2 separate regions of the Mus musculus genome follow, and region 1 is linked to region 2. The links are chromatin contacts, called in public promoter capture Hi-C maps. All regions are on one chromosome and are shown on one strand. The core of a region is the stretch at or near the end of the contact, and the rest is flanking DNA. Distances in the headings are between cores, read along the strand shown.

Evidence for each region. Promoter capture Hi-C pulls out the DNA fragments that hold promoters and counts their contacts.
Region 1: a contact with region 2 is called in a promoter capture Hi-C map of hippocampal neurons, with 9 times the contacts expected there. The contact joins the promoter of Cacna2d3 here to the promoter of Erc2 in region 2. A contact is called at or near these places in 4 of 39 promoter capture datasets (cranial neural crest, frontonasal cranial neural crest, hippocampal neurons and 1 more) and 2 of 115 datasets of contacts at active chromatin or transcription factors (astrocytes and embryonic forebrain).

The regions. Positions count from the first base shown.
Region 1 is chr14:29,720,452-29,723,151 of GRCm38.p6, forward strand. It overlaps Cacna2d3 (calcium channel, voltage-dependent, alpha2/delta subunit 3), which reads right to left and starts at 1,413. Exons shown (of 38, transcript NM_009785.1): 1 at 1,195-1,413; 2 at 421-502. The coding sequence starts at 1,316.
Region 2 is chr14:27,621,052-27,623,751 of GRCm38.p6, forward strand. Erc2 (ELKS/RAB6-interacting/CAST family member 2) reads left to right here and starts at 1,356. Exons shown (of 20, transcript NM_001347497.1): 1 at 1,356-1,563.

The DNA.
Region 1 (2,700 bases), core at 163-2,662, 2.1 Mb after region 2:
CAATACACTGAACCCTATGACTCCCGAGCAAGGTGGAGGCTCCGAAAACAGACGCTGCCCGCCGGATTCTGCCCCTTGGAAGAAGTTAGCATCTTTTGGCCAGGGAAGCATCTGCTCTCGCACTGAGACAGCAATACCAACAACTGCGAGAAGAGCCATGCAAACACACTGTTTCCGAGCCCCAGCCAGGACAGTGCGAGTGAGTATCCTGCTTTTCTTTGTGTTTGGAATCAAGTGTCATCTAAAAATAACCGGTTGGTAGGGAGAAGTCACTGCACAGTACAATGCCAAGAACGGGAGATCAGAGACTACTCTGATAACTGATGCAGCTCTGGGCTCACGTTTGTTTGGAAAAACTAAATCTGCCTCCATTTTCTGTGCTAGAAAAATCATCGCTGTCTGTCACCACAGAAACCTTACCTTTTGCAGAAGCTGGGAGCCCGAGTACTTGGCAGCGATGGATTTTATCTCCCCACCAAAAGCGGAGGCCCACAGCTTCACTCTATGGGGAGAAAAGAGCAGAGGGAAGAAATGTAATACCAGTGTCACCGTCACACACGCGCACACACCGGGCTGTGGCTGAAAGAGCAGGGCGATAGAACATTAAAGGAAAAAGGAAAGAAAGATTAAAAAAAAAAAAAAAAAAAAAAACTCTCTCTTACAAACTACCCGCACCAAGATGTAGAGCGCAGCGCGGGATGGGGTCCGGGGTCACCGGAGTTCAGAAGGTGTAAAGCCTGGCTCTCTAAGAAGACCACGGGCTTTCATAGAAACAATTGCCTGGTTACTTAAACACCTAAAATGAGCATCACCTGGCAAATACTACTCTGAAGAAATCCACCCATCCCCACCCCCACCCCACTTCCCGGAAAAGTAGGATGGCAAGGTAGCAGAAAAGGGGACCATTAAACAGCCCGTGGAAGTTGCAGTCTGTAAACAGGCTCTAAACTTGGCGCTGTCACTTGAGGTGAACCTCTCCAGGTCTTACTCCCCAGCCCCAGGGAAAGGGCGAGAAGGTTCCACCCTAGTCTCCCGCCACTGGGTGCTGATGCTGAGAGGCAGGTGCAAGAGGCGAGGCCCGCACCCGCCGTGGGTCCTGCCCAGCCGCACCTGCAGGCGCCCAAACTTGGGCGCCCCGGGTCTCTCTCGGGCGCTAGCCGCCCCTCCCGGGGAGTCCCAACACCAGGCACTTACACGGAGAGCGGGATCTGCTGCTCGGAGCGCACCACGTCCCCCAGAGCGGCGTAGAGAAGCGCGGTGGCTAGGAGCGCCGAGGCCCCCCGGGACGCGCAGCACAGCGAGCCCGGCCCGGCCATCCTGGCGGCGGCGGCGGCGGCGGCGACTGGAGCGGCCGCGGAGAGCTGCGCCGGGCGGGCGGTGGGCGAGCGCGCTGGGCTGCCTGCTCCGCCGCGCGCCGCCCCTCCTGCCTCTCGCGCGCCCGGCTCACTTGGGGAGCAGGGGGGGGGGGGAAGCAGCGGGGTACGGGGGGAGGGGAGGGGAGGGCGGAGAGGAGGCGGGAGGGAGCACTGGGGAGTAGGCAGGCGCGGGAGGAGGGAGCGAGACGCGCCTCTTGCCGCGGCAGCTGCCCAGCCCCGCCTCGGCGGCCCCGGGGAGTCCGGCGAGCCGCGGCGGGAGGGCGGGAGGCGCCTCGCGGGCGGAGACTCGCAAACTCAAGTGTCCTTGGCCGCCACGGCTCGTGCCTCGCCCGGTCCGGCCCACTGCGGCCGCTGAGTTCTTTACAACTCCGCAGTCCGCCGCCACGGGCGCGACTCTCGGGTGGCCCCGGGCGGTCCCCAGGCCCTGGCGACCGGAGCGGAATGGGGGTGGGCGGCTCGGGAGCGAGGCCGAGGACCCCGATGCTCCACACTTTGCCAGTAGTTGATCTGGTCAGGAGCCCCGGGGACTGGTCAGGGGCGTTGTGGTGGGGGGCTGCGGAGCCTAGAGGTGGTGCGACCCCCTCCCGATTCCCCTCACGGTTCCTTGGGAAGAGGCAGAAGTCTGGAAGAAGCCAGCGGGCGGCGGCAGCGGCAGTGGACCGGCTCGTATAGCGGCAGAACGGGCTGGGGATGGGACAAGGGGGTCGGGTTCTAGGGAGTGCACCGCGGCGTGGCCGCCCATCGCTGCTCCACCGCCGCGGCGACTGGAGGAAAGCGCGGAGGGTGGCGCTGCAGTCGCGGCGCGGGCACCCGGCGGCCGCACAGCTACCGCTGGCGTTCCGGACCACGGGCCGGGGTGCTTTCAAGCCTACTGAAGCTCGGGGTCCGGGGTCCGCACTGCTACACGGTGCACCCAGGGACCAGGATGCCCGGGCGGGAAAGGAAGCAAACGCAGCGGAAAGTCCAACCTGACCGGCAGACACCCTTAATTCTGCGGGGGGAGGAGGGGGGTTCAGATTGCTCCGAGCACGGAGGTTCCGCACACCAGCCCCCGCCCGGGAAGAGGCAGCTGAGCGCGGGCGAGGCTTCTGAATACCCACAGGGAAAGCCCCAGGATGTCTCTTTTGCCGCGGCCCCACCCTTAGAAAAACCTTGTCCCCCATCCTCGTTCAAGCTCTAGGGTGTGACTAGGAACTTTGTGGAGCCCTCGCGCGGGCTGACGGTAAAGACCCGAGTGAGGCTGAGTCATCCTCGCCTGGCGGAGCAAACTCGGGCGACCTGGGGCAGCCGTGCGCTCCTGACCTCGCCTAGTCTCCGAACGCGC
Region 2 (2,700 bases), core at 106-2,605:
ATGGTCTTGGCTGGGTTAAGTAAGAGAGCAAACTGAGCAAGCCAGGAGAGTAAGCCAGTAAGCAGTGCTCCTCCATGGCCTCAGCTTCAGCTCCTGCCTCCAGGTTCCTGCCTTGCACTCCTGCCCTGGCTTTGCTTGAGGATGGGCTGTGCAGTGGAAATGTAAGCCGACCCTTTCCCAAATTGGTTCTGGTCATTGTTTTTATCACAGCAACAGAGAAGCAAATTAGCACAGTCACATTTCAGAAACTACTCAGCATGAGGTATGTCAAGAATCTCAAAAGGGTTCTCACATGTAACACACCAGGTTGCCAAGGATCCATGTGGGACAGAACACAATAGATATAGTTTGGTTTTGTCCTTCAAGTACCAGGGTTAGGGGAATGGGCACTATTTGTTGGGGATGGAAAGAAGAGTATGAGCACCCGGAGGCCATGGAAAACCTTAAATGGTATGGCTATTAAAGGCAAAAACACTTAGGCTGCCAAAGGAAGGCATCCTCCTGTTCTCTGAGCAGTTAGCATATGAGGTCCTCCTTTTCAGGGTGGGAGGAAGGATTGTCCCCAGTCACTGTTCTTCCCTCTGCTCACCCCACTGCTGGATCAGGATCGCTTTATGTGTGAGCTTCCCAGCAGGAGCCACTCTTATGTGGCCACTGAAGTTGCTGGAAGCACACTCATCAGGGCATAAAGGAAATCGCTGCTGTTCTGGAATTGACTACTTACCTCTGTCGTTTCCATTTCCCTCCCTGGTGCCAAGTGGCAGCAGCAGGGGTTCAAGACTTCTTGTTGAGCGGAAGCTTTTGCCCGTGAAAACCTTGCACACTTTCTCATGCACTTTACCTGGAGCGGTGTGTGCTTGCGTGAACTCAGGGCCCATCTTTCTAATTTAAAAGGGAACCAGACGAGACACCTAATGCATCTGATGAACAGGAGCCTGAATTGCTCTCCTTTTCACTTTTCTATCTCGCTTTTCCTTGGGGGACAAGGAGGTGGCAATAAAGTAGATGTGTTGTGGAGTCATCCTTCTATGGACCTGCAAAGGAATGGATGGTCCTAGGGCATAGGAACCCTCACCCCAGTTCTCTAGGTTAACTTAAAAGGCAAGGGCTGTTTTTGTTCCCCAGAAGTGTCTGGCAGCTTTTGGAGGGGCTTCTGGGGGAGGATTGGGAGGTCAGGTGCTTCGGGCAGGAGGATGCCAGGAGGCGCTGCGGAGCGGGCGCGCACTCGACTCTCTGCTGCCCCCCGCGGAGGTGCCCAGGTCCCAGCCGCGGCCCCTCCAGGCTCCTCGGGAATGCTGGGAATGTGAGTCAGGGCCTGGGCGAGCGGCCGTGAGCGCGCGTGTCGGGACTGCGGCGGGCGCCGCCCCCTCGGCCCCGCCCGGCCCGGCCCCGGCGCTCGGCGCTGGCCGCGCTCCCCTCCACCTCCCCACCACCTCCCCGCGCTGCCCGCGCTCCACCGTCTCGCGCTCCTGATCGCTCCAGCTCCTCCCGGCCGCCCGACGCCGCAGCCACGCGAGGTTGTAAAAATCCATGTGGGACCGCGCCGGGGCGAGCATCGCTAAGGTGAGACGCCGACGCTGGGGGCCCCGGCTCCCTCGTGCGGGTCCCCGGCGCTCGTGGGCAGCTGCAATGCGTTATCGGGGGAGCTGAGGGGAGACGCAGCCGCCTTCCTCGGGGCTATTTCAGGCGGGGGAAGGGATGGGGCGGCCTAAGGGCGGATTTGCCTCTCTCTCTAAACCCCCGGATTGGAACAAGTGCACAGTTCCTCAGGCGCCCGCCCCGGGCCACCTCCCGCAGTCTCTCTCCCGTAGCCACCCTCACTGTCCTCTCCTTTCTTTTCTGCAGACGACCCCCCGCCCCCTTTGCTGACTACCTTGCCGGGAGGGGTGGGATGTTCACGAGGGTGGGGGTCTCTCAGAATCGGAAGCTGAATAAAGTGGAGAAGACAGGACCCCCCAGCCTCAGGGGTTGTGAGCCTGGCTGTCTGGGTGGGCTCCAGGGGAAAGGGGGGCGGGGAAGGGATGCAGGTTATAAAAAGAAAAATTCATGCCTGGGAAAATGAAGATGATTTACTGGGGAGGGGTAGGAGGTGGTGTATGAAAAAGGATACGATGTGAAATTAAACAGCATTCCTACCGATTCTCTCCCCACCTCCTAATTACACAAGGGGTACTTACAAGGAGGTACCTTTAAAAATTATTATTATTATTATTCCTGTATGAGCCTTTGAAAGATCATTTTTAGGACAGTGAAGAATAAGGGCTCTTTCGGTGTGTGAAAATCAAATAGTACCCACAAACTCTCCCCTGTTTAGCCCTACATAATTTATTTTGTAGTTAGGGGTCTTTCTCCTCCTTGCCAGAGGGAGGGTCCGCTCCCTTAGGAGAAGATCGATTTTAGGCGGCTACCTGCCTTTGCTGGATGAAAGACAATTTACTCCCAGAGCGGTGAATTGTCAGTTCTCTTCGTGACTGACAGCCGCACCTGCCACTTATGTGTATAGAATGGGACCGGTGGAACCCCAAGAGCCAATCAATGCTCGGGAGAGGAGGGCTGCTCCCACTTGTCTTGGTTAGTTTCCTGGTTGGCTCTTTAAATCAGTGGTTTTACTTAACCATTGGTTTCCACCAGGTAGGACTCCAGCTGTGAGAAGCAGAGAAGCGGGAAGCCAACTCCTCGACAATGGGCTTAGAAGCAAGT